2 separate regions of the Dromaius novaehollandiae genome follow, and region 1 is linked to region 2. The links are chromatin contacts, called in public Hi-C maps. All regions are on one chromosome and are shown on one strand. Each heading gives the region's core, a stretch centred on a gene start, on an enhancer-like site or on the middle of the called end of the contact. The rest is flanking DNA. Distances are from core to core; before and after follow the strand shown. Region 1 holds the start of HSPA9 (heat shock protein family A (Hsp70) member 9). Region 2 holds the start of LRRTM2 (leucine rich repeat transmembrane neuronal 2).

The links. Hi-C and Micro-C count contacts between places; a contact is called where the count stands out from the background.
Region 1: a contact with region 2 is called in a Hi-C map of liver, with 8 times the contacts expected there. The contact joins the promoter of HSPA9 here to the promoter of LRRTM2 in region 2. A contact is called at or near these places in 3 of 4 Hi-C or Micro-C datasets (brain, liver and ovary).

What each region holds. Positions count from the first base shown.
Region 1 is chr15:3,560,993-3,564,724 of bDroNov1.hap1, forward strand. It overlaps HSPA9 (heat shock protein family A (Hsp70) member 9), which reads left to right and starts at 1,539. Exons shown (of 17, transcript XM_064520812.1): 1 at 1,539-1,729; 2 at 3,041-3,099. The coding sequence starts at 1,571.
Region 2 is chr15:3,323,115-3,326,523 of bDroNov1.hap1, forward strand. It overlaps LRRTM2 (leucine rich repeat transmembrane neuronal 2), which reads left to right and starts at 1,747. Exons shown (of 2, transcript XM_026097706.2): 1 at 1,747-2,154; 2 at 2,916-3,409. The coding sequence starts at 2,125. The region is part of intron 7 of CTNNA1 (catenin alpha 1); the gene reads right to left.

The sequences.
Region 1 (3,732 bases), core at 289-2,788, 240 kb after region 2:
TCAGCAGGAGCTGAAAGCACTGGACATCTTAGAGGAAATGCAAAGGGGAGAGAATTTCTTACTTCACTTATTATTACAACCTCTGTGGAGACTGCTGAAATGTGCTTGCCTGTTGCTTTGTCGGTAGCTGCCTGAGCTGTTAATGTCATGGAGCCCAACGTGAAGGGCTTGTTTCCTTCAGGATCGGACAGCCTGCCTTTCTTGTCCTGGAGATAAAAAGCAAGCAGGGAGGAGTGGTGCAGACAGAGCTCCCGGAGAGCTACTTCTAAGTGTGTTTGTGCTTTAATTACAGCCTTGCCAATACTTGGGAGTTGTCAGTGATTTGAATTAAGCTGTCTTTCTTCTGGGCTTCTAATTCATGAAATACCCTGAAATGCAGTGGTAGCGTGGCTGTCTGCTGCCCCTTTCTGGTCGCGGGAGAGGGTGACAGTCATGCATTCCCTTTGGTTTCTGGATGAGAGGTGGCCCATCCCAGGCACCCCGGGCTGCGTATTTTACATGAATAAAGATGCCCGAGAGATGAGGTCAGGTTTTGTCATCCGTGCGGAAGCAATCCGACCCAGCAGTTACCACTCACGTCCTCTAATCTCAGCTCAGTTATCAGGCATAGTGGCTGGTATCTGTTGGGCCATAGTGACAGATCCTGGTCCCACAGCACAAACCTGCGGCCCAGGCTGGATGGAGCTGAGGCAGTTGCGCAGCCCACGGGCCTGGGGAGAGGCCACCTTGGCCTGTGCCACCTCGGCTGACAGGGGCCAGCGCCGGGTGCCATGAGGAGCCTCCGCACCACCGGGCGCAGGGGCATCTGGCAACAAAAATGGGTTTTCTAAAGCAAGGAGCGCATGTGCGTACATCAGTGCAACACCAGCGCTGGACTCTGCCCCCATTTTTAACGTGAATTTTCACAGGCCTTTGGGGAAAAGGCACCAACGGGCCGCGCCGGGGGGGAGGACACGGGAGCGGTGGTGCCAGGCCCAGCCCGGACTGAAGCCTGCCCGCCAGCGCGGCGTGTGGGGCACGGCCCGAGGGGCTGCCCAGGGCCCCCGAGGGGCTCCCTGGCGCCCCCGAGCTTCCCGCCCAGCCCCGCTCCACCCGCCCCGGCAACGCGCCTTCCAGCGCATGCGCGGGCTCCGCAGCGCGGCTCGCTCGGCGCAGCCGCACTAGCGCCGCAGCGCGCGCTCTTGCCCGTGCACGCGCCGGGGCCCTCGCTGCCCCGCGCATGCGGAGTCCGGGCTCTGGCTGCGCATGCGCATCGCGGCCCCCTGACGCAAGGCCGCTGCAATCGCCCTGCGCTTTATCCTGTCCGACCTTGAGTGCGCGACTGCACGAAGGACCTAGGCTGCCCGCCGCTGTGCCGGCGCGCAGAGGGCCGCTTAGACACCCGCGCTTCCCCCAGTCCGTGCCGCCCGCGCCGGGGAGGCTCCCTCGAGTGCTCGGGAGGGCGGCGCGCAGCTGTGCCGTGCCCTTCGCCTCCGAGCGGAGCCCCGAAGGCGCGGGCGGGGGTCAGGCGGCTGCCGGGGCAGCCCGCGCGAGGGGTCCTGCGGCGCGGGCGCTCCCCCCGCCGCGGCCCATGTGGGTGGAGGTTTCCAGAAGCGCCGCGCGCACCCTCGTCTCTTGGCCGCCCGCTCCGCCGCCGCCCGCCATGCTCAGCGCCAGCCGCGCCGCCGCGCGCCTCCCCCGCCTGCTGCCGTGCGGCGGGCCCGGCCCCGCCGCCCCCGGCCTCGCGCAGGTGCGGCGCCGCCGCGGGCCGGGCACCGGCGGCCCGGGGGGGGGGGGCGGCGCTGAGGGCCGGGGGACGAAGGGGATTGAAGGGGGCGGTGAGGGGGCCGCGGGCGGCGCTGGAGGGGGGGGGCGCTGGGGGGGTGGGCAGGGGTGGCCGCGGCCGCTCGGAGGCCCGGCCCGGGCGGGGTCGGGCCTAGTCCGCTCTGCGGGGTCGCTGGGCCCGGGGCCGAGCGCCCCGCGGCGGGGGGATGTGGCCGCCGAGCCTGCGGGGCCTCCTCGGGCTCTCCGCGCTGCAAATACCGAGGTTTTCACCAGAAACCGCGTAATGGGTGTCAAGCGTGGTGGGTGAGCTGGGACAGGGTGCTGAAAGCGTGGTTTCCGTGCACCTGGGTTTGTTCCCAAGGAAGAGCATGGCAAGGCTGCTCAGGGCCTTGTTTTGCGGGGGGATGGGGGGGGTTGTCTGTGTGCATGTGTGTTATTTTATATTGTACTTTGTAGTTTGGGTTTTTTTTTTCATGTAAAAGTAATAGCAGGTATCAAGTTGGAAAAGACTGGCAGAGAAATATTATAAGCAGATACGGACATCAAAAATTACAGCTCTTCATGCTGGTCCTGCTGTTCTCTGTCTCTTACTGAGCAGCTTCTGCTCCAGATAGCCTGCACTCGCCTGCCCTAACCCGGGACTGTTGCACCCTTGCCCATTCATGGAGTAGGGGTAGGCCAAGTGTCTTGGAGAATTAGCAAATTATTCATGTTTTGATGTGCTCCTATCTCATGAAGATATTTTGTTAAAAATTCACTTTCAGAACAGAAAAAAGGATGATATATCTAAAGTTTTCCAAGTTACAGACTTGGACATGCAAAGTTGTGGCCAGTGCAAAATTTTATGAGTTACTGCAAAAGACTGACCGCAGCTTCTTCAAAAGATGTAGTCAGTCATTTGTTGCTGACAGTGCATAAAGCTTCAAGGAATGGAGTTAATTTTTATCTGCTGCTGTTCTTTGCATGCTGAAGGTTCAGGTTAACTTACTGAAATATCTTTTGCCAGCTAAGTCGGTAGCATGTTCACAGATTACTTGCTCACCCTGGTGATAGGGGTTGGTTGTATCTCTGACAAACGAGGGCAGTAATTGCTTTGTGACTATATGGCAAATTGAAATTTTATTAAATTCTTGTTTATTTTTAAATTAAGATTTAAAAAGTACAGTGTCATAGTAGAACTATTTTATTTTGTAAGTAGTCCACTTCTAAAAGTTATGGGTTGAAGATAACTTAACATTGAAAACTAGAACTTCATTAGAACATTTTTATTTTATAGACATTCTGGAATGGCCTCAGTCAAAATGTTCTCAGAGCAGCATCAAGCAGAAAATATGCGTAAGTCTTTCCTTGTTTTTTCATGTCTTGTGGTTTGATATCATCTTTACTGTCACCCTGATGCCAGAGCTGATTATTGGGGTCAAAGATGGAGAAACAGAACAAAAACAGCAAGTTGGACTTGCTGTTTTCTACTCCGTGAGCAGTTAAGAAGTTTGGTAACAAGTTTTCTATTCGGAACTGTTTTTAAAGGCAAAATTCCAGTAAGTACAGAGTGCTTACGAAGTCTCCACGAACCAATTAGCTACAGCAATAAAATACACATATCTTTTCTTCCTCACCTCAGCAGCTGCTGAAAAAGAAGTAAAACCAGAACGTATGAATGTTAGTTTTCTAAGGTTCTATCTTTATCTCATTTATTTATTTATTTTTACAGGGGAACATTAAGAATTTTTTTTCTCCCATACCCCCACCAGGAGTAGTCTCTACAAAATGTGTTTAGGGATTCCCTGTTTTACATACAAAAAAAAAAAAAATAGGTGCAGCAAATTGTTGTAAGATAACAGTTATTCCCCTCCATCACCACGTGTCATGAAAGCAGGGTGATCAGCTTCTCCATTTCATTGCAGATAAACTAGTTTCAAATAGCTTGTCTATTTTACTTGCCTTTTTTTCTTGTTACAAGATACACAA
Region 2 (3,409 bases), core at 497-2,996:
TTGCACCAGACTAGCTGCTATAAGCATAACTACGGGCACAGTGTCACAGCAGTGCCAAGAGGCAACTGGCAACCGATGGCTTCGGCTGCATTTTTGCTTGTATCATTTTCTTTTTCTGCAAAGTGAATACTGACTCTGAAGAAACTCTTTAAATAGGTGTGTGTGACTTATTTGCAAGTATTTCTTTCAACCTAGAGCAAATGTGAAAATATTTATGATGACAGAGCAGTTGAACAAATTTAGCTAGCAAGTTCTCATTTGCTTTATCGTTAAAGCCAGCTGCATTATGAGTGTGTTCTTTTACTGTCCACCTTCTCCATCCCTTTGCTTGCTGCTTCATACTTCCCTTAAGTTACAGCTCCACTTGGGAAAGGACAATCCACCGCAGAAATGATGTACTGCAATCAGCGCTACAATTTAACTGGAGGACAGAGAGAAGCAGGCAGAAAACAAGTTTAGCCTAAATGTGACTCCCTCTAAGGGACCAAAGTCTAGTCACAAGGGTAGGTGGCCTCTTCCAAACCTCCTTTTGGCACAATTCATCTCCGTGTCCCCTCCCCATCAGAAAGGGCAGTTTATTCTTCTCAGTTCTTTCCAGATTTCGAGACCACAAATGCCACCTCACTGTTGCACAGTATTTTATAATAGTACATGATTGCTTCATGTCTCATAGTGAAAATGAGAGACAAGTGCTTATTCAAGGAGCTGGAGGAAGGGCGCGAATCCCCCCCCGGGGCTCGTTCCCACTGGAGCCAAGGCCAGAGCGGCCTCACCGAATGGTCTCCTGCGCACACCAGAAAGAAACCCCAGGAAAGCGTCTGCGAGACGCTGCGGCAGGGCAAGTCGCTCTAGCCTGGCCCCGGGCCGGCACGCCATCCCAGCGGAAGCAGGGCCCACCTTTTCCCGGGCAGCACGGCCGTGGTGAAGCCTTCCAACTGCTCCGAGCCCCAGCTGTAAACGCCAAACCCGCAGCTCCGTCTCCTACACTCCAGCCCCCAGGAACAAATCAGTCAGTACAAAAGCAAGAGTTTTTGGAGAAAAAAAAAAAATTAGGTTTTCTAGTTTCATAACTGCATGCTGTCAAGCTGGAGTCCAATGAAATTTTTCCCGTGCTCTTACGCAAGCTTTACTTTTTTTCCAGAAATTTCTCACCGCTTTAAACGGCAGCCCCGGGCGCTGTGCTTCGGGGTGGGCGAAGGGGCTGGCCGCCCGCCCCGAGCTCCCGGCCCGCCTGGAGGAGCGCTCCCTCGGGCACGCCCGCGCGGACGCCGGGCACACGCGGTCGGGCTGCGGAGCTTTAAACTGCCAAATCATTCTCACCTCCGCGAAAAGCTGCTGCTAATCAGCCTTCGCCCATTCAAGCCGCGTACACTTTACGCCTTAAAGTTCCTTTCATGCAGCAAAACCTAACAGAAAATTGGCAGCAGCTCGCGTTAAAGACGCTTCCAACTGCAGCTCTCCGCTGCTTTTAATGTCATCCGAATAAAACTAGCAAAGACCTAATAGGGAGGGGGAAGCGGTGGGTGGTGACAAGTCACTCCCGTTCCTCAAATTGTGGGGACGAAGGACTCCTCCGGTGGATTTATCCCCCCCCCCCCCCCAGTGGTCTTTAACGTGATCACAGTATGCACCACAATGCTTTAAAACAGCAAAGCTTCTGGAAAACCCAAACAAAAGGAACGTCACCAGGTGACGTCAGCCTATATACAGTCCTGCGTGGTCGCGGCACATAAGCAAACCCATTCTTGTACCGCTGCCCTGAAAAGCTTTTCAGTAAACGCACTCATGCTACCACAGGAGCTTCTCTCAGCAATAAGCCACCCATCTGCCATCAACAAGTTAGGACTAAAGGAAGCCACAGCTGCGGAAAACGACATCGGGAGCTTCAATTAAACAGCTGAGCAGTCACAGAGGACAAAAACTTGTATTAAGCATTGATTTAAAAATCACAGACCTGTCAGAGGAGATCAAGCCAGCGATTTCAAAAGGAATACTTTAGGAGAGGATCGTGGATTCAATTTTGCACTAATATCAAAGGACACTAAACCCAGTAAATTATTCAAAGGCAATCTCGCATTAGAGCCTTCCACAGACTCACGGCGTTGAGTCTAAAACTACGACTGAATGCAACCTCCAATGTACTCAAAAGAATGGGTAAGTTTACACATTTCTCTCTATCTTGTATAATGAACGAACAGCTATGTTTTAAAGCAGCAGTCAGGTACTAAAGCCAGTTTTTCTGAACTGAACCTTATGAAAACTGTTCTCAGATTGTGAGACTGTAATCCTCCGTAATACCGATAAAGACTCACCCTAAGTATAATATCCAAGTATTCTGTATGTAGCATAAAGTTGTTTCTTGCATTTAGAATTAGCTTTTCGGAAATGCATGGCAATGTTATCTGCAGTGAAATCTTCCATGGTGATGTTCAAAGTATACTGATAAGGCTATCCTATCTTGTTGTTTCCCTAAATTATATTCTGCAGGCTTACATTTCAAGTGGCCATTAGGGGCTCGTATGCTGGCAGCACTATATGCAATGAGTATGGTTTTAAAAATGCTGCCTGCCTTGGGCATGGCTTGTCCACCAAAATGTCGCTGTGAGAAGCTGCTCTTTTACTGTGACTCTCAGGGGTTTCACTCAGTGCCAAACACCACTGAAAAGGGCTCTCTAGGTTTGTCATTGAGGCACAATTATATTACTGAACTTGAAAGGGATCAATTTGCAAGCTTCAGTCAACTTACTTGGCTTCACTTAGATCATAATCAAATTTCAACAGTAAGAGAAGATTCTTTTCAAGGACTGTATAAACTTAAGGAATTAGTCTTAAGTTCCAACAAAATCTTTCATTTGCCAAACACAACTTTTAGCCAGCTGCTTAACCTGCAAAATTTGGACCTCTCTTTTAATCAGTTGTCCTCTCTGCACCCGGAGTTGTTCTATGGCCTTCGCAAACTACAAACCTTGCATTTACGTTCCAACTCCCTGCGGACTATCCCGGTCCGCCTTTTCTGGGACTGCCGTAGCTTGGAGTTTCTGGATTTGAGCACAAATCGCTTGCGAAGTTTGGCTCGCAATGGATTTGCAGGATTAATCAAACTGAGGGAACTTCACCTAGAGCACAACCAGCTGACAAAGATTAATTTTGCTCATTTCCTCCGGCTGAGCAGCCTGCACACGCTCTTCTTGCAGTGGAACAAAATTAGCAACTTGACATGTGGGATGGAGTGGACCTGGGGCACCTTAGAAAAGCTAGATTTGACTGGAAATGAAATCAAAGCCATCGATCTAACAGTTTTTGAAACTATGCCTAACCTTAAAATACTCCTAATGGATAACAACAAGCTAACCACCCTGGACTCCAAGATCTTAAATTCCCTCACGTCCATAACTACAGTGGGCCTCTC